7 separate regions of the Mus musculus genome follow, and all the other regions are linked to region 1. The links are chromatin contacts, called in public HiCAR-type and HiChIP or PLAC-seq maps. All regions are on one chromosome and are shown on one strand. Each heading gives the region's core, a stretch centred on a gene start, on an enhancer-like site or on the middle of the called end of the contact. The rest is flanking DNA. Distances are from core to core; before and after follow the strand shown.

Region 1 (4,094 bases), core at 968-3,467:
GACAGAGTAACAGCGAAAGACAGAGACAAAGAGAAAGAAAAGAGGGGAGAAGGAAAAGATGTAGGGAAGGGGGAAGAAAATAGGATAGGTGGACTACTAATGACAGCAAAACTAAGATCGGTTTTAAACATGAACTCATATTTATGGTGAAATAATTCCTGGTCTAATATTGAAGCCTGTTTTTCAAGTGTAGACTCAAGTCTGCTCATGGTCTGAAGCCTCCTAAAGTGAGAGAGAAGACATGAGCTGAATATGCAAAGGTTGGATCTGAATTGCTGCCATATTCACTAAAATAAAGTTGTCTATGTGGAATGTGGGTGTTCTGATGTTATCAGAGACAGAAGTCATAAGAAAACAGAAAGTCCAAGCTGAGGCATGACTATGATGGGAAATGACCTCTGATACCATCTTTCCTTCTATGAAAATGACATTTTCTTCCCCCACCCCCAACAACTTGCTAAAAACACTTCTCAAGTCATCAATGCATCAAACTGAAACTAATACCTGTCACTGTGCCCAGAATCCACCATAACAAAGAGTATTTGGACAAAAGGTTGGTATAAAGATACATATGCTGACAGTCATGGCATCTAAGATCGGCTGAGCCACTCTGACTCCAGACTCTACCCAAAACATTAATGTGCAGCTGAGTTCCGCTATTCTTACAGAAATGTATTAATGATGCTTCTGATAACAAAAGGGACCCAAATAACACTATAAAATGAAATAAAATTCCACTGACAAAAAGGTTATGTTTGATTATGAAAAGACAATACTAGTTTACTCACAGGCTGACAATTTTAATTTTTCCTTCCTTTTTTTTAAATCTTTTATTGATTTATTATTATTTTTTAGAGGTGATGCTAGGGACCAAAGCCCAATTCGAGAATCTTTCACACAAGAGGCAAACACTCTGATGCTGAAATACATCCCAAGGGAGCACCCTGTTTATACTGAGATCTTAGAAATAACACCCAATAAAATGATGAAAGCTGAGCTTGTCAGTCTGTGTAGTACTTGTACATGGGGCTGGCTTATGTAGAGGACAAAAAAGAGCAATGTTATCAGCATTAATATGATATAGATTTTGGGGGGAGAATTTTCCTTCTATTGTAATTATATTCATGCAGGTTTGAAACCATTCAAACAGACTCAGTCTGAACCACTGAAAATACAATGATTTTCTTTCTTTACACATCTTTCAGCCATATGGGCTATGGCTACAGAAGTGAGAAGAAAATGTAGAGGCTTGCAGCAGACAGCAAAACAGTATCTGAGCTGGCAAATAGATATTTATAACTATAAGCACAATGCAAAGACACAAGCATGAGTGCAGAGATGATGTCTTCACCACACTTTCCTACACACCCTCCAGAAATTCTCCAACTACTGTTTTACTGAGCTTATGGATATGATAGGCCGCCCCAAATAATATCTTCGTGCTATTGGACTTAAGTCAGGCTGACTATGCGGCACGTTATATCCCCAGGATATCTGGATCTTTGCCTTATTGTGAAAATGAACCAACTAACTGTCATCTCAGAGGCCACTATATACACGAGGCACAATGATAAACACAGGGTCTTCCTGCCCACCCAGGGTCAGTCACAACCTTGCCCACAGGAAGCTTTCCCCTCTGCCTGCATTACAAGCCTTCTTCCCTAATTCCTTGATATTCAACTTTGGTTTGAAGAACAAGACCTTTACTGCCTGAGTCCACAGCCATTTGCAGAGTACCATGTGCAGATTGCATAGTTGATGGATATAGGAATTGTGCCACCCAAAGTCAGAATGGAAGTATTATGCAGGCGCTTTGGAGGATGTGGGAGGTTAGTTCCTGCCTGGGAAGCCTTAATCTTGGACGGGTCATCAGCCCTAACCGGACACTGGGATCTGGGACTCAACTTTACCAGGAAATTCTGCCGAGAGAGAAGAATATCTGGGGCTTCCTTGTAACTCCCCCTCCAGCTTCAGAGTAACTTGAAAAGTGGAAAACAAAAGACAGAAATGAGAGGCAGGCAGCATGTACTATACAGCAAAGGCCTTTGGAGGTGTGATAAGGATCAGGTAATAATGGCCTCTCACTGAGTAATCCAAAGTATTTCACAGTTTTTCTGGTTCAGCCAGTTAGTTGTGAGGAAGAAAACACCCCCTCAGTAAATGAGGCCCTTTGGAATGAGGGCTGGGGTTTATGATAAGCATAGTGGGGAAGTGCCCTCCACACCCAGGAGGGTCATTGTGTCAGCCAGTATGCATGAGTCATTTTCCACCCAAATGATGTGTCTCAAAAAGAGAAACTCTCAGCATTTACTCTGATTTTTAACCTATTGCTAGCATCTGTCATTCAAAGTGAGCTGAGGTCTTTTACAGTCTTAATCACAGAACTCCATACCTTACTGTTCAAATCTGTCCTGGTTCATCTGAGGCACGCATGGAGTTCCCTGTGACGTCAGTAATAAGTGACCTATTTATCACTACCCCTGAGGTTGCTAATCTGAAAATAGAGATTTTAAGACATAGAGCATCAGAAAAGTCATTCCTTTCTTGTATTCATAATTAGTAATATGGAGGGAACAAAAACAGAACAAGATGGAAAGCTAGACGGAAGCATCCTCTGAGATGCCTGGGTTGCTGTAACTAACTCACTGGGAAAGTTAAAACTGCCTCCCTGAACATCAGATCAATGTTTCTATAATCAGAAATGTTCTCCGTGCTCCCACACACCTTCAGTTAAAGACTTCTTCAGTGAGTTACTACAGGATAACAGGTCCAGACTCTGAGTTAACAAAACATTACCTCATCCACAAACAACTCCATTAACTGTTCAGACCCTAAGGTCAAAAACCCTTTTTCTAAGTTTCTGGAAGTTTCTCTACTTTCAAAGCAATTACAAACGTGACCTTTCTGTCTCCCTAAGAGCAGACAGCTCGAGGCAACTCCATCCAAATCAATACAGGGAGAGAATCTCAGGACTTCTTTAGAATGTGTGCACAAAAGAGGTACCATGTAATTTTAGAAAAACACCAGTTCTGTCTTACATGGAGATAAATATGAAGAGAAAGCACTCAGCAAGTGTGCTGGGATGTGGGGTAAGGTGGGGAGAAAAATCCTAGCAGTTAAGAGAAAATGGAAGCATGGAAATAAGACAGTTTGGAGCATTGGGAATTGTTGGATGGATTCAGCATGACTCCAGTCAGTTTAGAGGCAAAGAGACAAATGTCACTACCATTTAGTTTGGGTATCATCTTTTCCTTCTCTTCATAACTAAAGCCTCGCCCAGATAATAATGACAGATAAGGATGCCCTGTCCAACATGGAGATCATAAAATCAGGAGCTGATGTCATTGGGATGAAAACAACAAAGAGAAAAAGAGGAAGAGGAATCCAGCTGTTGAATGCATGCTTACCTCAAGGCGCCTGGACACCAGCTGTCTGAATGTCCTTATATAGAAAAGGTGGCCTGCTTCAGCTTCTCCTGTCCCTCCAAGGGAAACTGTATTGCTGGGTAGCATCAAACAAAAGAAGAGAGCAGGATGACTAGAGTCTAGACTGTTTCAAACACCTTGTCATGTTTCTCTTCTGAGTAGATCCCAGACACGTAAGGATGTAGAGTAATTTGGAGTAAAAGTTTCTTTGAACTATGTCTAATTACAGAAAGGCATCCAATCTGACGACAGTGATCAGTCTGTCTGGTCTAGCTCAACGTTCTTCTAAAGATGAGCTCCTCAGTACCTCCTGCAAAGCTCTGTCCTTTCTTTTAAAAGTTCCACAACCCCAAACAAACAAAAAAAGACAAGAAGCAGCACAGGAGCCTAAGTCACTTCAATGTGAGAAGGAAAATACATCTTAAAGAGCTAAATTACCTAAAGAATTCAGAAAATTTGCATTTAAACATTATTTCAACGGAGATAATCCAAGGAGGCTGTATTAACTACAAAGGGAAGGAGCTACGTGTAAGAAATCTTCCTTATAAAAGACACACTATTTACATTTGATCTCTGTATAAAATTATCAGCATCATTTTGTATGTGGTTGAGTGTACACATCTTGTCTTCTTTTGTTTTTTTGAACTAGGATCTCACTATGTAGCCTTA
Region 2 (4,094 bases), core at 1,059-3,558, 490 kb after region 1:
AAACTGCTTCATTCTTGAGTCTTCATGGACCATTATGGTTTCAATGTAAATGTTTCTCACAAGCACATGTGTGTGAACAATTGCTCTACAGCTAGGAGCAGTGCTGTCATGAGAAATTGGGAAGCTGTGGAATCTATTTTCTGATTACAGGAAATAGATTACCTGGGAAGGGAGGCTCAGGCCTTGAGAATAACAGCTAAACCCCTTTCTATTAAAAATATTTATATTTATGAGTCATGTGATATACAAGCACATGGTTTTAGCTCTCTCTTTCTACCATGTAGCAGTCAACCATGATATTTTCCCCACCATGATACCACCTCAAAAAATTAGCACAAATCAGTATCACCTTCCTTCAGCTGCTTATCTTCCAATATTTCCTATTTATTGAATGGTTGTTCAAATACATGTATAAATCCTGACTCTTTTGTTCATCTCATTATTGCCAGTTAATCTCCAGGCCTCTAAACCTTTGAAGTTCACATATTGAAGGAAAGGTTTTCTTTGAACAGAAGTTGTGTGCCTTGGGCTGTTAATCTGAATTATGTTTACACCAATATGCCTTTTGATACGTTAATTGGGGGATACTCATGTGTAGGAGGTTTAGGAATAACACTTCTCTGTAAGGAGAGTGAAGGAACTAGAAATCTATAAGAAGCATTTCATCTTGGGCTAGGGACTTGGCTCAGACTCGAAAAGCTCTTACTGTGTAAGCCTTGTGGCCTGAATTCAATCTCTGGAACCCATAGAAAAAATGGAAGCACAGAATCAACTTCACAAAGATGTCCTTTAACCTTCAAATACACACCAGGGCATGGGCACTACATACTAACACTGTACACACAATGTTAATAAGAAGCAATTCATCTCATCTCCTTAATAACTTGCAAAAGAGATATTGACCACATTGTCTTGTTAATGAGGGAGAAAGTGGAGAGAAAGCAGATTCAAGCTATTGACAATAAGGAGTAGACCTAGATTCCCATCCAGAGAAGAAGGTAACTGAGGTAGAGAGTTTGATGTACAGGAAGGCATGAGAAAGAGATTGATGTTGAGGCTAATAGGCAGAGGAAACAAAATTGCTGTGGTGTCCATGAGACAGGTGAGCTGTCCAGTGCAAATGGCAGACTCCAAGCTAGATGAAATAAGTAGGATTACAACTTCATTTTTTAGAGCCTGTGAAACTTCTAGAAGGTCACCAAACCCAAGAAAAGTGTTGCTTTCCTTCTCTTCATGATTTGAATGCAAACTGCCTCCAATGGGTGCATGTGATTGGTCCTCAGTGGGTGATGCTCCTTGACAGACTGTGGATCCTCTGGGTGCTGTTCCTATCTGGTAAGCACAAGACATTAAAGGTGATACTTTGATTCTTGCTTCACCATGTTTGAAGTACTCTGCTCTCCATTCCCACATCCATTGAACTAGTTTTCCATGCCTTCCTGCCAATGATGAACTTCCTCTCTGAAACCATGAGCCAAAATAAATCTTTTTGACCCTTAAGTTGCTTTTGTATAGTTTTGTAGTCAGAGGAATGAGAAAAATAACCAATGTATTTATTTGTAGAAATTGGATAAAGTTAGGAGCCTGAGTTTGTATTTAGACTGAGGTACAATGACACGTGTAATGTTCTAAGTATAATGTGACTCCCTAACACATTCCTGTCTTCTCAGTGAGCTCTCAGCAGGCCTGTCACACAGAGTCCACAATCAGCAACAAGCAGGATGCACTCCATCAGTGAGACTGTGGAGGTATTTACAAATCTGACAGCCAAAGAACAAACACCAAGAGGTCATAGACATTCCTCAAGATGGATCTTCCAGCTCTTTTAGTTCAGGCCTACGAGTTCTCAGGATTTGAGGATACAAGAGGCATGATGTCTGCTTTCCCCCAAGGGGTTGATTTTTCTATAAAGAGAAAACTATGAGGTTAGCACGCAATGTGTCGGCTTACTCATCTGCCAAGGGAGGCAAATTCTAGTGGGAGTTTTGCCCATAGGATTTCAATACACAATTTATGGGTAATGTCTTGTGAAAATAAATGAGTTACAGTTTATACACACATACACACACTACACACACAAACAAAAACCCCAATAACAACAACAACATAATGGTTTTAACAGGCCTCTTATCACCTGAAATGGTTCAAATTATCTATAGACAGAAGTATAAGGAGAGGTGAAATTGACATCTGATGACTGCGAATAAAACAACCATTTGTATGGTTCCTTTTAGATCTGTATGAGTTCATCCATCTGGCAATTCTGCCTTGGGAATGAGCCAGCTGGGTGAAAGGAAGAGGACTTAACTTCCTTGTCCTGCACCTCGGGATATCCCCACAATGTGACCTTGATCCTTTTCTCTACATGACTCAGCCATATGGGTTGAAATGCACTGCGTATAATTGTCTTTCCAGACCTTTCCCTTGCAGAGGCTCATACAAAGTCTTCAAGAAGGTTTGTCTTCAAACAGCGTTCAAGCACAGAGACACATCGCTACTACTATTGGCTACCCATGGTATTTCATCTAGCCATGGGAGCATTGAGAATAGTAGAAAGTAAGACCACAGGGATTTGACATTACTTTTTAATATAGAGTGTAGGATCCATCCCCTGATGGGAAATCTGAATACTCATCCAGTGACATCATCTGAGGAGTTGATTATATGTCACTTGAGAAATATCTCATGTCCTACCTATTTCCCAATATGTATAATTCCTCTAGTAGAATTACTCCTCTGCCTTGGACTACCTCCATAGCACTTAGGTTAAAGTCAATATAACCACACTACCATTGAGTCATGTCCTGCTTTCTATCCAACAAGATAAGAATAAGACTCCTGAAAGGCAGGAAATGAGGTAAGCAAGTATGTGTTAACCTTCACATTAGTTAACTGTTCTCATCATGACCAATATATGTCAGAAACAACTTTTCATAAAAATCTGTATGTGTGTGGTGCATGCACATTTGGAGAAAAGAGGTTGACATTGGTTATCTTTCTCTATCACTCATTACCTTATTTGAGGGAGTGGTAACAAAGTCTCTCACTGACCCTTGATCTGGATGTTTGGCTAAGCTTACTGAACAGTGAACTCCTGGAGTCCACTTGTCTCTGACTCCTAATTAGGTTGGAAATATGTGCTGCTATGCCTGGCCTTTCCATGGGTGATAGAGATCTAAATTCCAAGTCCTTATGTTTATATAGCAACCAAGCACTTTACCCACTGAGTCATCACTCCAGCCTGACATAAACAACCTAAAGTAAGGGTTTATTTTTGCTCAGGATTTCAGAGGACTCAAGCACTTCATAACAATGTGGCATGTGGCAAACGCTTTTTTACATGAGGGCTGTCACAGTTTTAATTGCCTAGTAGACATAATTTAGAATCACTTGAGAAGAGAGGTTCAATTAGAAATCTTCTAAATCTGTTTTCCTGTGGGCATGTCTATGAGGGTCTTAATTATTAATTAATATAGAAAGACCTAGTCTACAGTGGGTGGCACCATGCTATAGCCAGGAGGTTCTGTCTGTGTAAGTGTAGCAAGGGTGCTGAGCATGAAGAATCATGTTTACACTGATACTTTCTCTGCTCTTGAATGTGGATGGGATGTGATTAGCTATTTTAAATTCCTGCCACCTTGCCTTCTTTTTTATGATGGATTGTAACCAGGAACTGTGAACTAAATAAACTCTTTTTCCCCTAAGTGATTTTTTTTTTGGCTAGGTTATTGGTATAGCAACAAAAAAATTTGAGCTAGAACAATACCTAACCAAATAGTGGAGGAAATGAGATGAGAATCAAGGGTGGTGAGTATCTCCATAGTAACCTATTTCCACAACTCAGGTACCAATCTATAAAAACTTCTAGCCTTCAGCATGGTGCTACAAACATTGGATTACATGTTAAAATCTTGACCTCATGGGGAGAACATTACAGAGAAAAACCATCATAATGTCTCAGATACAAGGCAGATACAGGACCATTAACTAAATCAGAAGCACTTGAGAAACTTTGTCTTTTCTGCATATCACAGCATAGTAACATTCAGATAGGTTTGGATGACTCATTTTAGTTTTATGTACCAAAGTCAGAG
Region 3 (4,094 bases), core at 428-2,927, 460 kb after region 1:
AGATTTTACAGAAAGGGACACTACCTTCCAGAGAAGTTCATCTATGTGCACTAAATCTATGTGCACTAAACTGAGAAAGTCACATTCTTTCTCTAAAAAAAAAAAAATCCTAAAACAGATGATTAATATAGCCAAGGACTGAGTAGATTAATTAATTTGGCTAATTTGAAATAATATGGCACTTTGACAGCATAATTTAGTCTCAGCTCAGTGATGAAAAATGGACTTTAAGAGATTCTTCCTCAAATGTTTCAGTCTTGCAATCATTTTAATTTCATGTTGACCTAATTAGTAATTCTAATCACAGGGAGGAGAATAGGAAAAAAAAAAAACTTCTCAGTTCATGGTCAATAATTTTCCCTGTGTGGACATTAGCACTCTCCCGCTTCTCACCAAGGGTCTGGATGCCTTCCATTTGATAATGGATGATAATGGATGGATGGGCTTTTTACACAGCTGGGCAGACTCTGGGGAGACAGTGGTCCTGGGGATGCAAAGTGTGTGAGAGTCGAACATGGTGCTTGGAATCCTACAGCGCTTCTTTCTTCGTCTCCAGAATTACTTTTTTTCCTGAGAGCAGGCAACTCTAGTAGTCTAAAAATGGCTAAAAAGGAATGGATCAAAACTTTCCTCCTTGAAAGGGGCCACTCACACGTCTCAAAAATTTCAATCCAGGATTGTTCCAGTCTAAAGAAAATGCAGGGTCCGAAGAGAAATGGAGCAGAGACTTGGGATCCATCCCATCCACAGAACCAAACCCCAACGCTCTTGCTGATGCCAAGGACCGCTTGCAGACAAGAGCCTAGGATGGCTGTCCTCTGAGAGGCTTTGCCAGCACCTAAGACAGATGCAGACACTCAAAGTCAATCACTGGACTGAGCCTGGGCATCCCAGTGGAAAAGTAAGGGAAGGACTGAAGGAGCTGAAGGGGACTGCAACTCCATAGGAAGAATAACGTTATCAACTAATTGGATCCCTCAGAGCTCCCAGGGACTAAACCACCAACCAAAGAGTATACACGGGTGGGTCCATGGCTCCTGTTACATGTGTAGCAGAGGATTGCCTTATCTGGCATCAGTGGGAGGGGAAGCACTTAATCCTGTGGAGGTTTGATGCTCCAGCAAAGGGGGATGCTAGAGGGATGGGGTGGGAGTGGGTGTGTGTGTGAGATAGCACCCTCTTAGAGGCAAAAGGGAGAGGGGATAGGGTGGGAGGTTTGCGGAGGGGAGAGTGGGAAAGGCGTTGACATTTGATATGTAAGTAAATAAAGTAATAAAAAAAGAGAATTTTCTCCTTGACTCTATGAAAAATTGTTGGAGATACAGCAAGCATGTGAGGACAGGAGGCAAGACGATGAAATCATGCCAGCCTTCCAGATGCAAGGAACAGATGACCCACTGAAAAGGGCCCTGTCCTTAAGATTCAAGTCGTGACTTCAGGGAAAGATGACTAAGCCGAACTAAGAGGGTGGCAATTATTAAAGGGAGAAATTGAACCATAAATATCAATCAGTATCGCCTGACAAATGTGTGGCGGAAAGGAGGGAACACAACAGGCTTTCCCTGAGAAACTATGGGGAGGCAGCCTGCTGCAGCTGCTCTAGTTGACACAGTGGTCCGGATCCCATCCTCTCCAAAAGTGATGCTACCCAACCAGCCTATCAGAAAACAGCACCTGATTTCCATGCTATCAGAGGTAATGAATCACCCATGCTTATGGGTGACTCATTACTCTGTCATATTTGTTTCAATGGCTTATATTTTTTTTATCATCAGATAAAGTTACTTATGAATTTATAAATTTTGTATGATACTTGAGACTAAAGTAATCCCAAGTATCACCCAATTCAAGTCGACATGAGAGCACTAAAAGTGCAGGCAGATGAATGGTCCCTGTGCTGGCCAATCTTGATTTGGCACTTGACTAGATTAAGAAAAGTCTAGGGCATTAGTAAGGCATGCCTTTGAGTGTTCTGTGATGACAACCAATCTAAAACAAGTGGGCCGGTGTCTGCATGCTGAACTATTATACTGTTACATTTCTCAGAATTTTAATTAGCACTAAGTCCTGAGATCCAGAGTTAATAAGTACTCTAAATGGCTCAGATATTACAAATTATAAAATGAAACTGTGACTATAGGTAAATGTTCAAGAGATTAACAAAAACTATTCTATTTTTGAATATAGGAAACCATATTTGTTTCTTAGGAGAGTTCAGTTATGTTTCAAATGGGTCATAATTCAAAGGAGATTCAAATGGATAATGGGCATGCACAAGGGGCATAATTAAAACCCTGTGTCTATAGTTCCATAGTATTTGCATGTCCTGGAGTGTTTCAGCAAACCCTCTTTAACCAGAGACATGAGGATCTTAACAGCAAATAAAGCCACCACTGCCATGTTGCCTCTTGTAATAGGATATTCACCTGTGGCCTACTCTTTTGGTACTGAGGGTTATGTGCTACCCCTTATTTCAAGACATCATAACTATTTATACTTACTTCCTTAAATAGCAAATTATATTTAGTCCAACCTCCCTGCTATTGTAATTTCCAGCTAAAATTTCATTTTGATATGCCCATGTTTTTCTTCCCTAGTCTCTGAAAACCTAAAATCTTACATCTCTAATATAATTTTGTCTATCTAATTGCTTCCTCCTCTTTTGTCTTTTATGTATTTATTCTCCTTTTCTTTCTCTCCTCTCTTTTCCTTTCTTTACTTTCTTCCAATCTGAATCAAGTTAGGATTTCTAGTATCATGATGAGACTCTATGAGCACAAAAATTCTTATAATAACAAACATTCAATTGAGGCTGACCTGTAGTTCAGAGGTTTAGTCCATTATCATCATGGTAGGAAGCATGGTGACATGAAGGAAGACATGAGATAGAAAGGTATATGAGAGTTCTACATCTATAGCAGGCAGCAGAAAGAGAGAATGAGCCACTTGCCATGGATTGAGGTTCTTAAATCTTAAAGCACACTCACAGTGATACATTTCCTCCAACAAGGCACATTTCCCAATCTTTTCTAATAATGCCATACCCGGTGAGCACATTGGGGCCATTTTCATTCAAACTATCCCACCTTTTCTTTCCTTCCTTCCTTCCTTCCTTTCTTCCTTCCTTCCTTCCTTCCTTCCTTCCTTCCTTCCTTCCTTCCTTCCTTCCTTCCTTCTCTCCTTGCTTCTCACCTCTCCTCTCTTTCTAATATTACAGATTGAATCCAGGGCATAACATATAGTAAGCATTTTTAAAATACCACTGATCTATATTCTTCATATTAAAAATTGAGAAAGGGTCTCACTAAGTTTCCAGAGTGGCCTTGATTTCATTCTGTAATCCAGAGAGCTGGAATCTCCCTCATTTCTTAAAAGCATCTTAGTTGGAGTTATAGACCTGTGCCATTGGGCCTGACTTGTGCCTCTTTAGCACACAGACTAATTGGCCTCTGGAAAATTTTCAAGAGTTGAATCAATGCAACAATAAGTTAAGAATGAAACTTAAAACTCCCAAATCATTCATTTGCTTACAATTTCAAAAGAGGACAAAAAAAATTAAGTACAGAAGAAGAATCTTGACTCATTTTGTCTGGGTTTAAGAATTACATCATTATCTTGTATCTCTATTAATTGTACAAAACTGCCTAACATTTATCCTGGGAGAAAGTTTGTCAAGAAGTATGCTTAAGAGTGGATTTGCAATGTTGAGAGGCCACAAAAGTCATCATCTTCTGCAAGCCTTGTGGGACTGGCCATCTTTAAGTCTGTACAATAATGCACTATGGTCAACCTCGAGCCCCTAGACAACTAATGCCCACTGAAACGGTGCTCTCTGATAAAAATGCTTCCTCTAGGTTTTCAATGCATTCTGGACAATGAGAGACCCAAGTTGTGAAACCTGTTGGGCTAAGAAGCAGAAAGCAGCAAAGATATTATGCCACAATCAATACAGAAATACATGTGTTACCATGATTATTAGAAACCGTGGTCCCAGGCTCAGGAAAGTGTCCTGTTCTGGGTAATCCTGACTCCCTGGTACCTTCCTTCCCTGGGTTCCAGGTAGGAAGTACTTGAGTTTTCTTAGCTACCATTCC
Region 4 (4,094 bases), core at 703-3,202, 450 kb before region 1:
ATTGCAGAGTCTGTCATTTTATGGTGCCTAGTGTTAGCTGGTTAAATTGCAGTATTATCATCAGGTGGCAACCTGAGTTTCTCTATGTAAGAGGAATCCTTAGGATGAGAGCCTATTGTTATCCTTTCTTTCACCCCTATTTAAATGCATGTAACAACCTGCCTACTTCAAGCAAGTTTCCTCAAATTTAAAATTTCTACTAAGGTATGAATGTTGGTATTTTCTGTAATCTTTGCAATCAGAAATATTAGGAATAAGACATACAATTCCAAGGCCAGCCAAAATGACATAGCAACAACACCTTGGCCCAAAAAAATTAAAAACCAGGGATGGAGAAATGGCTCAGTTGTTACTATACAGTCGTGATGACTAGCATGTAGCTCCTAGTACTACAAAGACATAATAGCTGGGTATTCCACAAACACTTGCAGTTCTATTTCGGAGGAGTCTGGCACCCTTTTTCTGAATTTCTCAAACACACACACACACACACACACACACACACACACACACAAACATAAGTTATGCAAACATAAGTTCATACTTATGCACATTAATATACAAAAAAATTAAATCCTTCAAAAATACAAAGAATTCTCACTCTAATAAGTAATGCTAGGTTTTCCACAGTTTAATTACTAGACAATATCTGTAAATTGCACTAAAGACAAGGTCCAATGCTGCAACCCTTGCTTAGCACACATGAAGTCCCAGCTCTCTGTCCCCGAGCCCTGACCAAGAAAATGAAGGAATAAAGGATGGTAATACGTAATAAGCCCTTAAACTTAACTTACAATTTTTTAAGTTTTGAATTTTGTGATTGATCATTTTCAATAAAATAAAGAAAAGATTTCCTTGTCTACTCAAATAAAAACTTCTAAACAGGGAGTCCTGACCAATCAAGCCTTGGTTCTTTGAAGCTCAAATGATTAGTAATTATTATATTCTCAAAATATCACTTTGATAATGTATTTTGGTTTAGTTAAACTTTTCATGTCTTGTCATGCCTTGTCATTCTCTGCCAACCTACCACCTTTTCTGGAAAAGTCTTTGTTGTATCCATGATGTTCTCAAACTCCTAGTGTGTCCCTAATCCTCCTGCCCCCACTTTCTGAGTTTGGAGATGACAGGCTTCAGTCACCATGCCTGGTGTTTGAAAACCTGGGAACTGAACCCAGGGCTTCATGCATGCTACAAAACCATCTTACTGACTGAACTAAGCTAGAATCTCCAGGCCTTTTCCTTTTTGTTTTTAATAACAACCAACAAAAATAATTCCAACTGTACATATAATAATCTGAAATACAAACTGTGTGCTGGTTGCTGTAACAACATCTCTCCAAACTATATTTTACTAGGGTGGCCATATTTATTTTCTGCATAGATGATAACACTTTATTGAAGGCTAATAATCTAATTTTCAAAGGACCTAACACTTTTGTTAAACTCTTATTCTCAGATCTTCAAAGATTTTCCCATTTCATTTTATTGTTTGTTTGAATTGTTGATGTTGTTTTTATTAAATTGTGTGAAACAGCTGAATGGTGAAGCCAGCACTTTTTATTCGAATAGCACAGAGAACAAAACATAATTCTTTCACAGAGGAAGCCCTATGATAAACAAAGTTTGTATAAAGGAGATGGGCCCCTTGGAATGCCCCCAACATTCGGAGTACTTAATGGAGACTAGGAGGTGATGTTGGCAAGCACTCCAACTCACACACCCCTCTCTTGCTTACAAAAGATTTCTCCATTTTCTTAAAAACACCAAATCTCATAAAATGTAACAGAAAGACCAAGCAACAGTTATGTCAAGGGAAGACCTGCTTATTTTTCTTCTTTGATAATTCAATACAATGTCTTTTGGAAGTTTCTCTGGTCTATGAGTATAGCAGTAGAGGGATTTTGCCCAGAGCTGCTGTAGCCCCAGTGTATATGACTACATATACCAAGAAATAAAAGTCTTCCCTCACAGGAAACCCCTGAAAGCTTCTCCTAGGTTCAGTGCATGCGAGCTTCACCCAGCCCACAACAGAAGTTCCATGAAGAAACAGAGGAAAAGCCTAGAAGGAATTCCACAAAGGCATTACCAGACCCACTACCCACAAAAGGAGTTCTTGTTGTTAAAAACTTGGCAATGATTCTAATCAGGAAGCTGTCTGTACTGAGCTCTCAAATGTGTCATCGACCACATGGTCCTCTTCAGCTCATAATATGTAAGTAGGCACATCTGCAGGATGTTACAAAAGTGGTACTGAGAAACAAGTTACTTTGTCACTACAGTATATGACTTTCCCTTTAAGATACTCAAAAAGAAAGTTTGGGTTTGACGTTGTGTGAGTTCCCATGCACACACAGACACATTCATAAGAGTGTACAAGACAAATCATATACCTACAGAAAGATGTGTTTGCATATACATATATTGCTACATCTTCAATGTAGAACATCTTAAAAGACCCATATGTTAAAGGCTTGATCCCAAGCATTATCTATCATGCCTTAAAATGCTGACATTTATGACACTTAGAGAACTGTATTTTTCTTCATGCAATTGTTCCCTTGGAGAGACAGTGGGTTCTTCACTTCTTTTCATTACTTCTTTTTCTTCAGGCTTTGAGGTGTTTGGCTTTGTTCCACTGCCCATTTCTGTCTAGGGTGTGTTACCTGACCACATATCCAACACAATGGGTAAATGAAACATTCATTGGAAACTCCCTACCTGGGATCCAAACAGTTGATCATTGTAGTTATTTGTTATAGTAACAGGAAGCTAGTTAAAACACACACCTAATCTAATTACTAAATACACTTTTGCAGCTAACTGTGGTATGCTCAGTTTTAAGGAATTTCTTTGTGTACATTATAGTTCACATTGGTAGCACTTACTCAATAGTGCTCATCAGATAAAACCCATAGGCGTCAGAATGAATGGTTAGGGTGTGTATGTTTGTGAGTGTGTGTGTGTGTGTGTGTGTGTGTGTGTGTGTGTGTGTATGTGTGTGTGTGTGTGTGTGTGTGCACTCATGCATGTGCATATATGTGTGTGACAAGCCCAATTTTAACTACCCAGAGTAAATTTGTGCATTTAGCACTCTTCCATAGAATCTTGTAGCCATTCAAAGAATACATGTTACATATAAATAATGACTTGCATTTACCTGTCCATTGAAATTAATTTTTCTTTACTTGTCTATTACTTTCTATACAAAAAGATCATGCCCAAATTTTAAATTACTGGCAATCTCTCATGCACAACACCCTGCTGCTCCCTAGGCAAAACTGTAACATACTGATGATCTGAAAGGACAATGAATTCTATAATCCCCTTGCCATTGACCATGCTGCTAATGTAGTATGACAGAAACAAGGCCCTTAGAATTCCACTATAAAAGAGTCATGGGAACATGTAGATTGCTACCCTTTTCCAGTAGGTTACAAGAGAAAGTACTTGGGTTATGACCATAGAGTTTTAACTAATGCCATTGTCATGATCAGGATTTAAAACTTCCTGCTTGTTCTTAACTGTCACTAAGTACTCAGGGATTTTCACAATTACTGTTTGATCTGCCTTCAAAGATTCTGGAAAACACTGTCAGGTATGGTCCTATAGACCAATCTCTTCTCTAAGAACTTTATTGTTAGATTCCTGACTCAGTCACAAAAGTGATTGCTGAACAAGCATGGAGAGGTGAGTTTGTCTCCCCAGCACTCATTCCATGCATTTGTAGTTCTGGTTGAGAAGAAATGAAAACAGATAGATCCCCGCAGCTCATTGGACACCCATCCTTGTAGACTCAGGGAGCTTCAGGATCAGGAAGAGACTTTATCTCAAATTTAAAAAAAAAAAATAAGTAGAAAATGGTTGAGAAAGAATTCATTCTGTATCTCCATGTGCATATGAATGCAGGTGCACACACACACTTATGGGCACACGCACACGTATGCAAATGCACACACAGGAAGAGAGAGAGAGAGAGAGAGAGAGAGAGAGAGAGAGAGAGAGAGAGAGAGAGCATTGTTCATATTCCTGTACCCTCTTAACATTTATCAGTCACCCATAGTTTTTGCCAACTTACAGACACCTGGGGGATT
Region 5 (4,094 bases), core at 1,012-3,511, 420 kb before region 1:
ATCATGCTGAAGAATTTGAGAATGTGAATGATGAAGTCAGGATGCTAAATTCTTAGGAAATGCTCTATAAAAGGAGCTTACAAATTTTGCTTGGAAAGGCATTTTTATCTTTTCTTGTCGTTGATTATGTTATTTAAATTTTATTCTCTTTTTTAAAAATTCATTTATTTACATCCCAAATGCTGCCCCTCCCAGTTCCCTCCTCCAGGTTCCATGCCCCCATTCCCTTCACCTTTGAGAAAGTGTTCCTTCCCTCCTTGTATTCCCTACTTTGGTGCATCAAGTTTTTGCAAGATTAGGTGCATCCTCTCCCACTGAGGATGACAAGGCAGTCCTCTATTACATATGTGCCGGGGGTGGGGGGTGGTGGTGTTTCAGAACAGCCTGTGTAGGTTAGTGTTTTAGTCCTTGGGAGTTCCAAAGGGACATGGTTAGTTTACACTGTTGGCCTTTTTTTTTTTTTTTTTTTTTTTGTAAATGAAGAAAATACCTAATTAAAAAAACAAACAAACAAACAAACAAACAAACAAAAAAACAAGTAAAAAAGGTATTCTTATCTTATAGCCAGAGGGTAAATACTTCTGAAAATAAAACTTAAGTTTTGGTTAGACCAATTGTAGCCCACACTAAATTCCAGAGCGTAAAGGGCCTTTTTAATTAAAATTAGAACAATGACTCTGAACCAGTTGGGTCCAGGAATTTGGGATTAGAATATGTGAGCAAATTTTGGTGAGGATATGAACATAGAGTCCTGCCTTCTGACAGCCTTTCTTGCAGTCCAATGTAGGCAGAGTCTATTCTGTCACAGGACTTCAGTACCACATTCTAACATGCAACTCCCACCAATGGGAATTCGATCAAGATTCCTGCTAACCCTAAAAGTCTACTACAATTATTTCATTTCCATTGAAATCTGTAGTTAGACTCAATTCTCAAATTGTGGTAGACTGATTCACACCCAAGCAGTTGCATGTCTGGCCAGTTTTCATCAGCAAAAATAGGGGTAAAATGGCAGTGTATCTTTAGGGCATTGTATTGAGACTGAAAATAAGCAAGAAATGGAGCATGTCAAGCTGAACATAGGGATATGTTTCCTGACTCAGTGTTTTAGATTTGGAAATGGGATGGCTTTAATTAGTATTTGGTTGATTGAACCGAATAATAGACCCAGAAGCAATTTACCCAAACTGGAGTTGAAATGTATACTATTCCTGTTGTATAGAGAAAGACTCTCAAAAGCAAAAGTGGATTTATAATAACAAATCAGCTCACATACTTGGACAAGCCCTTATTCAAGATTTCATACTTGATCATGAACCCTAAAGTTACAGTTCATCATAACTAAGTATAATTTTATTCATCAAAGTACTTTTTACACTTTTAAAATTTACATATTTATTTTTTAAATTTTTTATTAGATATTTTCTTTCATTTACATTTCAAATGATATCCCAAAATCCCCTATACCTCCCCTCTGCCCATCTATTTTTATATATTTTAATTTACCCTTTAAGAATTTAATACATGTGGAATTGTTTCTGTCCCATTTCTCCATTAGACTCCTGGATCCACACAGACATCCTTGCAACTTCATTTTCCTCGTCTTCTTATTTTTTTAAATATAAATAAGCCACTGAATTTAATTTGTGCTCTCCACATGCACATGTATGTGGGGACATGCACAGAAGCATGGTCAACCAACCACAAATTACAGCTCTAAAGAAAGCTGCCTTTTCCTCCCCTGGCAGTCCTTTGGGTATTTATACTTTTTAATTTAATTTTTTTTTTACATTTCTAAAAAATTTTTACATGTACTTAAAAATTCTGAATACAAACAAGATTGACACTTTCAAATTTTACTTAGCTAAGATAACTGAAACTCATTTAGGTTTGTGAATTTTTTCCTATTGTTAAAAATAACAAATATATGTGTTTAGCCATCCTTTCAGATGGATGAGACATCCAAATGATAGTAGATCGATGGTAAATGTATTCAGCTGTAAGCAATGCATTTAACAGCAGCTGAGGATAAATATTAATGAAAAATAGTTCACTACACAAGCTCGACATGAGAAGTCATTAGGGATATATCTACGATAAAAATACACCACAGCCTGACTGCAAAGAAAGTGAGATGTGTGGGAAATGACTTCTACAAGAGGGCAAAGTTCCCTGGAAAAAAAAAAAAAGATAGTTCAATTTCCTCTCCCCAAGCTGTCTTTTTAAAATAACATGACATACCACACATTTTGACACAACTCCACATGACTCAGGGGCCTTTCTTTAAATAAGACCAGAACACATTCATGGAGCCTGAGTCACCTCTAACCCTCCGAACTTGGTGAAGATTACTGATCAGCCCTCATTCCTAAGTCAGTACGGGAAAGTTCTGATTTGGGCAGTTAACCGAACATTCTGTTTTGCAGTAAACAAGTTATGGTTTTCCTTCTTTCCTTCTTGCCTCACCCAAAAAGGGAAAAAATGCATGTAATTTAAAAATGTGCTTTTCTACAATAAACAAAAACTCCTCATTTCTTCAAACTAAGCGATGTTTACGGAGATGACTTAGAAATATATGAGAAAATAAATAACTCATTAACATAGAAAATCAATCCATGATAGGCTCCCTTTGGAAAACTGTTTCCTCCGAGATAATTAATCCAGGAGAATATTTGTTCTTCCAAGATCAGGGAGATCCTTCTAGAGAAGGCTAAAATTTAAGACTGTTCTGAGGATGGAAAGTGAAGAAATGCGGCTGCGCCTCTTTGTTACACACAGCACTCATCACATACTGGGGTGTTTGTGATTTCACAATCCTATCCACAATATTAAAAGCCTGTATTTTCTGTTTGTTTTTTTTTTTAATAGCTATGATACAGTGGGATATGGTAATGAAACTGTTGAACTTTCAGGAGGCTAGATAAGGTATTGTCTTTTCTTGCTAAGCTGTAGTCTTAATTTCCCTTATTTAAAATGATAAAGGTAGTGTTTACATCACATGTGAACAAAAATATCTAATGCATACAGACATCTATTGTTTGGATTTTGTGTCCATCACAAGAGTTAAGAGCAACAAATAAAGAGTTGTCATGCCTGACCAAACTCTGAAGGCTTTGGAACTTCACTCACTGGATATTTCCAGGGATGGGAATCAGTTGACAAAGACTTGTGGTCACTTCCTATGAATGATGTCTTTTCCAGGAAGTGGTATACCCATTACCGTCTATAGTATTATGTGTTAATCATTTCGTGTCTCTCTCAGGTATTCAAATCATCAGCCTGAACAGTGATGGCTAGATGGCTGTGATTGCTCTCCAAAACTCCTGTCCCATTTCCCCAGTCATCACTAATATACAGAGACAGAGACAGAGAGAGAGAGACAGAGAGAGAGAGACAGACAGAGACAGAGAGACAGAGAGACAGAGAGGCAGAGAGACAGAGAGAGGCAGAGAGACAGAGACAGACAGAGACAGAGACAGAGACAGGCACAGGCACAGGCACAGGCACAGGCAGGCACAGGCACAGGCACAGGCACAGGCACAGGCAGGCACAGGCACAGGCACAGGCACAGGCACAGGCACAGGCACAGGCACAGGCACAGACACAGACACAGACACAGACACAGACACAGACACAGACACAGAGACACAGACACAGACACAGACACAGACACAGGCACAGGCACAGACACACACTCAGACACAGACTCGGGAACAGACAGAGAGACAGAGTAGGGATTCAAGCTTTTAACTTGAGACAAGATTTCTTTTTTCCTCACAAACAACCAACTCTTTTTTTATATATCTCATTTCCCCCTTTTTTATTAGCTATTTTCTTTATTTACAATTCAAATGCTATCCCAAAAGTTCCCTATACCCTCCCCCTGTCCTGCTCCCCTACCCACCCACTCTCACATTTAACAACCAATTCTTACCATCATATAATATAGCAAAAAAAAATCTTTCAAGAAATAGTCATGTTCCAGGTGAGCCAATGTTCTTCACAGGTCTGAAAGAACACATCCTGATGGGAAATGACTGTGTGTTGTGTTCTTTTGAAAGGCTTATTGACAAAAACAGATGGTGCAGGTGTCT
Region 6 (4,094 bases), core at 947-3,446, 390 kb after region 1:
AATAAACTGAGAATCAAATCATTTGCTTTTAAAGTCTCCATGAAAATTATAAAAGGTAATCAGTTTCACGGAACCTTCTGCCTGAAATAGTGTGGGTACAAAATAAACACAGCTATTCTTGTTATTGAGACACACTTAACTTATCTGAGGAGTGTGTGTGTGTGTGTGTGTGTGTGACACTTTTTCTAAGAGATACCAGATGGTGGGAAGCACATTAAAATGTATTTAAAAAGCATTACTTGAACAAATTCCCTCTGGCTCAATACAATTTTAATCAAACTGTTTCATAGGTTGTGAAGTACTCTGAACTTGGTTACTACTGTATCACATGGATAGTAGAGATTTTATATGATTAGTGTCTACATATCCATGTGTGCACATGTGTACATATGTAAATTTAACCATTTTAAAGGTCTTTTGTGAGTAATGATTGTAAGCAAAATACTTTGTGATTTTTATTTTCTCTGAATAAAAACGAAGAAAGGTAAACTATCAAAAGACAATATTCTAGCAAGTTAATGGCCACAGTAAGAACTTCTTTTACTAGGCTAAATTCACCAAATTAACAACAATTGAACCAATGAATCCACAATGTTAACAGCCATTTAAATCCCTTCCGAGTCACGGATTCTCTTTAAAACAAGCATAGCAAGATACCCATACAGTGTAATAAGTGCCACTCACATTTCCATGGCAACCAACAGCTGTCTAGAGAACTTACAGGCCACTCAACAGGAGGGAAATTATGCCTGGTCCTGAGAATGCAGCCAGCATCCCAGGGCTAGTGAGGTCATGGGTGTTAGAGGGGAATCCACTTCTGCCACGCTGCTAGAACAACACAATTACTTACTCAGTTTGATCAAAAATTAAAAGCAGAAGAAACGGTCAATCCCTCTGGTTGATACCATCACCTTTAACAAATTTATTCAGTCTTAGCGAATGATTTGTCAGATAAGAACCCTGACAGGCATCAAAACTGGGGTTTGAATCCTCAGCACCCACACAAAGTGTCCAAAACTGCAGTGCAAACCATACTTATGCATCCAAATAGACTTGGAGAGAAATCCTGAATAACAAATCAAAACTTAGAAAAAAAAAAGTGATGACGAAAGACAGTTCTCCAATTGTGTCTGTGAGAGTATATATGGAGATACCATCTAGACATAGAAGGTGCCCTTTATTTCTTCAACCTTAAAATATTTTAACTTTTCTCCTTATGCACAGAGTTCATGCTGTCAATTATACGTATAGATCTATTCATTTTTAACCCCATATAGTAGGAGGGAGGTCACTGATAGTTTCTCACTGTGTAGAGTTGTAGGTTCAGTGAGAGGTTCTGCCTCAATGAAAGAATGTGGAGAGAATGAGAGTGGTATACCCATAGTCCTCCTTTAGTGGGCATATGTGCAAGCACACACACACACAGTAGCATATAACACTCAAAACATAGATAGATAGATAGATAGATAGATAGATAGATAGATAGATAGATAGCTAATAACATGATTTGAACAAAGTCGAGTAGAACCTCCAAATTTGGGCTTCCGATGTTTTCCCTGGATGAAGGAAATAGGCTACCCTCTATCCTGCAAAGACTGTTCCTGAAACCCTTTGTATTATAAACACCCTGAGAGCATTTATATAAATTATTTCTTAGTTTTGAATTTTCAAAAAAACCCACATAAAACCCCATAAATTTACATTTGTAAATAATATTTTTATTTGTATATTTACAAATATAATAATAATATTTACATTTGTAGAGTTAATATCTGTCTGAGACATTTTTCCATTATGCTGGTTTCTTTGAGCATTATCCAACCCCCACCCCCCACCCCCCGAGACAGAAGTCACATTTCAAGGGTTTGCCAAATAAATTCTTCCACCATCAACTTGAAAAAGTAGATGCTAATGAATTCCCCAAACCCCCAGGTTTTCTCAGTGACCTGATGCATGGAAAGAAATATTGACTTCCCAATGTTGCATGCTTTTGGAAAACAGGTTGTATGCAATTTCTAAACATGACAAGAACTATAGAACATGTGCATGCATGCCTGTTTCTTCCTGTTATTTGAGAGACTGTATTATCAATGCAGGTTGCTTTTCTTGTTAGCTAGCCAATACTCCCTTTGTTTCATCCTTCAAGGCCTACCCCCAAGTTCTGACATCACATGACACAGTTTCTATGGAAACAGTGGGTTTTGTGCAACCCCTAGGGAAGAAAGGGTGATTTCCATTTGAAGACGTCAGAGTAGGCTGCAGTGTCCTGTTCATAAAGAATTGTGGAACCTGCATCTTAAATGTCATTGGCACGATTCCATTCATATTTTACACTTTTTTTCACTGCATGTTATTGCAGTCACCTTGGGACATGCTCTGGAACAAAACTGAAACTTTACAAGTTTGTGTAAAACAAGGGTCATGCTTTTGAATCGGGCCATTTATCCTCAGAATCCCCAAACAGAGCTATTCTGAGAAGGTTCACCTTCTGCCAGTATTATTCATATTTCTTTTTAAAAGAAGATACTTTGGTATCTATATGACTAAACGTCAAAGAAAATGAAGAATTAACCAGCTAGTCCTCAACTTTATCAACTCCTGCTTTTGAGTTTTGAAGATAAATTTGGACAGCTGGTTTATGTGTCCAGGCAACATTAGAGAAAAACCCAGAAAAGAAATAAAAACTTTAAAAAAAAAATAGTGATGACTGAACTTAGTAGTACTCAGAATGTGACAGTAGAAGGACTTACAGGGCTAATATTTCCTTTACTTTTTTACCTTTAAACCATTTAACTCCCCATTTAAAGTATAGAATCCATGTTGTCAATCATAAATGTAAAGCCTATTGGTTTAAAAAAAATGAACACAGGCTACCCATACTACTATCCAGATAAAGCAACGGGATGTGTTTAATATCCCTCAGACCATCCTATCACTTTCAAATCACACCTGTTAAAAACCTAATGTCTATCCTGGTTTACTGATCTTACTAAATTTGGCATACTATATAAACAGTGTCATTCAATAGGCAACAGAGAGTGGTTATCTCCCAGTGTACCTGATGACCACATAACCTGAAAACCTTTCCATGGCTACCTGTGCCCTATGATAAGAACATAATGCAGTTTTAGAATGATACTGTGATGGATGCTTGAGCTAATGCTAGCTTGGAGCCATCACAAATAGGACTCCTAACACACGTTTATAGATCTGCTTTAGTTGCACACATTCCATGTTGGTGTACAAATAGGAGAGGTATATGCGGTCACAGAGTAAATGTTGGTTGCTTTTAGTAAAGTTGCAAAGTGTCATACAGGAGTGGCACCAAATTAGAAGCAAAGAATGTCATCCTGGACAGCACTCAGAAGCCTCACAGGTTTCGTTTTGCTCTGATGCTTTGCTTATTGATTTCTTATTTGAGTGGGTGTGCACTGTTATCTCATAATTTATTCAAGTTACTTTCTATGTACATACTCCAATCACCTTCACTGTTGATCTAAGTGTACTCATTTAGAAGGAATGTGTGCATGCATGTGTTTGCATGTGCTTGTGCTATGTGTATGTCTGCATGCATGTGCACGTGTGCACATTTGTGTTTAATGTTTTACAAATATTTGACTTTTCCAAAGTCCTAGTTCTATGAGTGTGATTAAAGCATCTATTAGTTGATCTTCATTTACTAAAACAAACAAACAAACAAACAAACAAATAAGCAAAACTGGACCAGTTGCTATTACAGCGCAAGCAGACACCATGCATTTATTTTTTTCAACTTACCATAGCACACTTATAAGAAAAATAATTCCATCAATTTATAGCAAAGATTACCATGGCTTCACCTGACCACCCCATTACATATGTGCAAAATTACATGAACATATGGATGTACGTTTACATCTAGATTCTTTATCCTATGGTATTTGTTTATTCTTTCATTTGTTATCAAGGCAGCTAGCACCACAGGATTTTAATCACTGTGGCTTTATAATTAATGTTTAGCTCTTAGAAAGCAACTTCTTTAAATTTGCTTTTGCTTTTAAAATTCGTCACTATTCTTTAAATTTTTCATGTATTTCTTGGAATCAACTTTTGAA
Region 7 (4,094 bases), core at 802-3,301, 360 kb before region 1:
ACCTTCTTTGTTTATGTGTTTCTAAAAGTCCACCTGAAGAATCATCTTAAACATTGAATTGATACCCTCTTAGAAAATATATTTGTCCATGAGTAGTGAAATAACATTATAGTACACAAAGATGGACAGAGAGCATGAAGATCCCGTAAAAAGATTGTTCTCTGTCACATACTTTCAGCCACACAGATAAACCACTTCATGCCTGAAGAGGGAGCATTCCCTATCTGTCTTCAAGAATATGCCCCTGCCTACCTAAGATATGGGACTAAATAAGAGCACTGAGGAAAAATATCATTTCTGATTATCTCAGAATTTAACTTACCCACTTCCCTTGCAGGTCGCTGAGTGTGTGTGTGTGTGTGTGTGTGTGTGTGTGTGTGTGTGTGTGTGTGTTTTCAAATGAATGTGTGGATATGTATGTTTGTGTGGCATGGGGGTATATCTATGTGTATGGGGTTGGAGGTCAATCTCAGATATTAGTGCTTAGGAGGGATCTGCATTGTTTTGAGAAATAAGATCATATTTTATATTTCTTACTGAGGTTTGGGGCTGCCTGAATAATCTAGACAGGTAGCCAGAAAGCCCCCATAATTCCCCTGTTTCACCTTCACCAGTGCTAAAATTACAAGAGATTGCAAACATGCTTAGTTTTCTTATGTGTTGTTTGTTTGTTTGTTTTTAAGTTGGCACTGGGGTTTGCACTGAAGCTCATATGCTTGTGGGCCTAGCATTTTATTACTGAGCTATGAGCCAAGCCCCATCCTCTCCTCTTGCTTTATTTTTTTATATATATATTTTCATTATTTACATTTCAAATGTTAGCCCCTTTCCTGGTCGCCCCCCCCTCCCCCCAGAAATCCCCTATCCCATCCTTCCTCTCCTGACTTATATGAGGGTGCTTCCCCACCCACCAACCCACACCCTCCCTCCCGCCTCCCTACCCTGGCATTCCCCTACACTAAAGCTTAGAGTCTTCATAGGACCAAGGACTTCTCCTCCCATTGATGCCCAACAAGGCCAAGCTCTGCTATATATGAGGTTGGAGCCATTGGTCCCTCCATGTGTACTCTTTGATTGGTGGTTTCGTCCCTGGGAGCTCTGGGGAATCTGGTTGGTTGATACTGTTGTTCTTTCGATGGCATTTCAAACCCCTTCAGCTCCTTCAGCCTTATCTCTTAACTCCTCCATTGGGGACCCAGTGCTCAGTCCAATGGTTGCCTATGAACATTTGCCTCTGTATTTGTCAGGCTGTGGCAGAGTCTCTCAGGAGACAGCTATATCAGGTTCCTGTCAGCAAACACTTCTTGGCATCTGTGATAGTGTCTGGGTTTAGTGTCTGTATATAGGATGTATCCCCATGTGGGGCAGTCTCTAGATGGCCTTTCCTTCAGTCTCTGCTCTGAACACTGTCTGCTCAGTCTCTGCTCAGTCCCATGCCCATGGAATGGTAGGATTAATTATAGTAAAATGGCCATCTTGCCAAAAGCAATCGTCAGATTCAATGCAATCCCCATCAATATTCCAACTCAATTGTTAATAGAGTTAGAAAGAGCAATTTGCAAATTCATTTGGAATAACAGAAAAAAAAAGACAGGATAGGAAATCTATTTTCAACAAAAAAAGAACTCCTCTTGCTTTCTGGACTCCCAGTTTTCAATAACTTTTCTTTCCTTTAGGTTGCTCCCAGCACATTTTACAAGGCACGCCACTGCAAATTTCTCATGAGCTTTAGATTCTTCGTTTCATGTGAGTGCTACTGTAACCTAGTAAATAACAGCATTAAGCACTTCCTGCAGAAGCTGATGGTCTACACATCCCCCTGTCACCCAGTCCAAGTGCACCTTTCTGTTGAGTGGATGTAACCACAGTGATGACTTTTTTTTTCCCTCAAAGGATCAGTAGTTGCCACTAAATGATTTTGCTAGTGAATAAGTGCTTACTACATTAAGGTTCATTCCTTTTACCTGAATCTCAGAGAAGCAGAAAGCACATCTGATGGAAAGTAAAGTGGTTTCGTATATATGACCGACTTCCTGCCCTTGTGTGATAACAAGCACATTGAACTGAAAAAGCCTCTCACTTCACAACTGGCCTGTATGATCAGAAGTGACTGGAGCAACCTTTCTGAACTTTGGTTTCCTTGCCTAAAAAGGACTTGGTTTAGAGGAAGTTCAGTAGTTGTCATGCTAATTTGTTCTATAGGGAGGTTTCACAAAAGCTCCATATACATACCAGTATATTGTTCTCTTGGCACAGTTTTAACTCCACAGCACGAAGTTTATATTTTCTCAAATTCTAGTTTCTAGAATCCTATAGGTAAATCAGTGTCTCCCAAGAACAGAGTGAGTACAGACATCTCTGGCAGGAGACCCTACCAGCACTCACTGTCCCCTGGGGAATAGCTTTACTAGATTTTGTTGAATAGCCAAGAATATATCTGATGGACATAGGTTGGAGGCCTCTTCTCCCCTATGAAACATGGACAATGCACAGCTATCAGGAGACTCTAATGGAGGGATATCTGTAAAACAATGTGTGTATGAATTAGAAGGAATAAGATATAAGCAGAGATTTCACTGATTATTCTCAACCTGATTTATCAATCTTATGTTACTTCATGGTTATTGAAAATAATTTCAAAGGGCTAGGGGAAAACCCCAGTGGGTAAAAGGACCTGCCACAGGGGGATTAAAATCTGAGTAAAAATCTCCAAAATTCACACAAAGCTAGAAATAGAAGCATGTTTCTGTGTATTACCAGCCCTTCTAATGAGAGATGGGAGTGGAAGACAAGGGAATCTATGGAGGCTCATGAGCTAGGTAACCTAGTGTGTGCAGTGTCTGTCTAAAGAAAGTTGAAAGATGATGACATCCAAGGATGGTGTTTCATCTCAACCAACGTACTATGTCAGTAGTATTCCTTCACTCACAGAGACAGACACATACACGCAGGAGTTTATAAAAATTATTTCAGGACTGGATTAACTGTTGCAGTCACCAATTGCCAATAAAGTAAAACTAGTCATTTTACTATGATTTTGATATGTTTAAGTGACTTTCTTTGACCAATGTATAAATTATATAATATAGAAATTGTAGGTATTTGGGAATTAACTTTATATTGTAAGTCAAAGTGTTAAAATCATTAAAGGTTGAGGTCATGACACATGAGCAAATTCAACCAAGAAGAGTAGACAGCAGGAAATAATCAAACTCAGGGCTGAAATCAACCAAGTGGAAACAAAAAGAACTATACAAAGAATCAACCAAACCAGGAGCTGGTTCTTGGAGAAAATCAACAAGACAGATAAACCCTTAGCCAGACTAACTAAAGGGCACAGGGACACTATCCTAATTAACAAAATCAGAAATGAAAATGGAGGCATAACAAGAGAAACCAAAGAAATTCAAAAAATTATCAGATCCTACTACAAAAACCCATACTCAACCAAAATAGAAAATCTGGATGAAATGGATAATTTTCTAGACAGACACCAGGTACCAAAGTTAAATCAGTATCAGATAAACATCTAAACAGTCCCATAACCCCTAAAGAAATAGAAGTATATTTGACTTTTGGAATAGCATTGTAACAAATGAAAAAAAAAAAAAACACCTGATTAAAATAAAAAAATCCCCCCCCCGAAAAAAAGATATAGAAGCAGCCATTAAAAGTAAGATGGGTTTAGTGCAAAATTCTGTCAGACCTATAAAGAAGACCTAATTCCAATACTCTTCAAACTATTCCATGAAATAGAAACAGAAAGAACACTACCTAATTAGTTCTATAAGGTCACAATTACTCTGATAACTAAACCACACAAAGACCCAAAAAAGAAAGAACTTCAGGCCAATTTCCCTTATGAGTATCGATGCAAAAATAATCAATAAAATTCTCACAAACAGAATCTAAGGACACATCAAAACAATCATCCATCCTGACCAAGCAGGCTTCACCCCAGGGATGCAGGGATGGTTTAATATACAGAAATATATAAATGTAATCCACTATATGAAAAAACTGAAAAAAAAACCACATATAGTACACGGTTTTGTTTGGGGGGGTTGTTTTTTGGGGTGGTTTTGTTTGTGTGT

The links. HiCAR-type assays count read pairs that join an accessible place to other places. HiChIP or PLAC-seq counts read pairs in DNA pulled down with a chosen protein or histone mark.
Region 2: a FOXA1 HiChIP or PLAC-seq map of pancreatic cancer cells shows a contact between it and region 1. The contact joins two enhancer-like sites. A contact is called at or near these places in 4 of 115 datasets of contacts at active chromatin or transcription factors (CD8 T cells, bone marrow-derived dendritic cells, fibro-adipogenic progenitors and 1 more).
Region 3: a contact with region 1 is called in a FOXA1 HiChIP or PLAC-seq map of pancreatic cancer cells. The contact joins two enhancer-like sites. A contact is called at or near these places in 4 of 115 datasets of contacts at active chromatin or transcription factors (CD8 T cells, bone marrow-derived dendritic cells, fibro-adipogenic progenitors and 1 more).
Region 4: a BATF HiChIP or PLAC-seq map of CD8 T cells shows a contact between it and region 1, with 11 read pairs. The contact joins two enhancer-like sites. A contact is called at or near these places in 2 of 484 Hi-C or Micro-C datasets (Th1 cells and cortical neurons) and 3 of 115 datasets of contacts at active chromatin or transcription factors (CD8 T cells, bone marrow-derived dendritic cells and pancreatic cancer cells).
Region 5: a contact with region 1 is called in a FOXA1 HiChIP or PLAC-seq map of pancreatic cancer cells. The contact joins two enhancer-like sites. A contact is called at or near these places in 1 of 484 Hi-C or Micro-C datasets (pancreatic cancer cells) and 3 of 115 datasets of contacts at active chromatin or transcription factors (CD8 T cells, embryonic fibroblasts and pancreatic cancer cells).
Region 6: a contact with region 1 is called in a HiCAR-type map of Th17 cells, with 4 times the contacts expected there. The contact joins two enhancer-like sites. A contact is called at or near these places in 1 of 484 Hi-C or Micro-C datasets (embryonic stem cells) and 1 of 115 datasets of contacts at active chromatin or transcription factors (Th17 cells).
Region 7: a contact with region 1 is called in a BATF HiChIP or PLAC-seq map of CD8 T cells, with 70 read pairs. The contact joins two enhancer-like sites. A contact is called at or near these places in 1 of 484 Hi-C or Micro-C datasets (Th1 cells) and 2 of 115 datasets of contacts at active chromatin or transcription factors (CD8 T cells and memory CD8 T cells).

The regions. Positions count from the first base shown.
Region 1 is chr13:5,767,639-5,771,732 of GRCm38.p6, forward strand. No RefSeq gene overlaps it. Among named protein-coding and RNA genes, the nearest start is that of Gm35413, 33 kb to the right of the region's middle. Within about 2 kb of position 2,218, at least 85 of the 459 cell types and tissues checked have an H3K27ac peak or open chromatin away from gene starts, as enhancers often do. A contact at or near this core is called in CD8 T cells, Th1 cells, Th17 cells and 1 more, where this site is marked.
Region 2 is chr13:6,253,178-6,257,271 of GRCm38.p6, forward strand. No RefSeq gene overlaps it. Among named protein-coding and RNA genes, the nearest start is that of Gm35615, 34 kb to the right of the region's middle. Within about 2 kb of position 2,309, at least 31 of the 459 cell types and tissues checked have an H3K27ac peak or open chromatin away from gene starts, as enhancers often do. A contact at or near this core is called in pancreatic cancer cells, where this site is marked.
Region 3 is chr13:6,229,039-6,233,132 of GRCm38.p6, forward strand. No RefSeq gene overlaps it. Among named protein-coding and RNA genes, the nearest start is that of Gm35615, 58 kb to the right of the region's middle. Within about 2 kb of position 1,678, at least 7 of the 459 cell types and tissues checked have an H3K27ac peak or open chromatin away from gene starts, as enhancers often do. A contact at or near this core is called in pancreatic cancer cells, where this site is marked.
Region 4 is chr13:5,316,474-5,320,567 of GRCm38.p6, forward strand. No RefSeq gene overlaps it. Among named protein-coding and RNA genes, the nearest start is that of Gm40659, 60 kb to the left of the region's middle. Within about 2 kb of position 1,953, at least 9 of the 459 cell types and tissues checked have an H3K27ac peak or open chromatin away from gene starts, as enhancers often do. A contact at or near this core is called in CD8 T cells and pancreatic cancer cells, where this site is marked.
Region 5 is chr13:5,343,645-5,347,738 of GRCm38.p6, forward strand. No RefSeq gene overlaps it. Among named protein-coding and RNA genes, the nearest start is that of Gm40659, 87 kb to the left of the region's middle. Within about 2 kb of position 2,262, at least 52 of the 459 cell types and tissues checked have an H3K27ac peak or open chromatin away from gene starts, as enhancers often do. A contact at or near this core is called in pancreatic cancer cells, where this site is marked.
Region 6 is chr13:6,157,420-6,161,513 of GRCm38.p6, forward strand. No RefSeq gene overlaps it. Among named protein-coding and RNA genes, the nearest start is that of Gm35615, 130 kb to the right of the region's middle. Within about 2 kb of position 2,197, at least 22 of the 459 cell types and tissues checked have an H3K27ac peak or open chromatin away from gene starts, as enhancers often do. A contact at or near this core is called in Th17 cells, where this site is marked.
Region 7 is chr13:5,406,575-5,410,668 of GRCm38.p6, forward strand. No RefSeq gene overlaps it. Among named protein-coding and RNA genes, the nearest start is that of Gm40660, 47 kb to the right of the region's middle. Within about 2 kb of position 2,052, at least 19 of the 459 cell types and tissues checked have an H3K27ac peak or open chromatin away from gene starts, as enhancers often do. A contact at or near this core is called in CD8 T cells and Th1 cells, where this site is marked.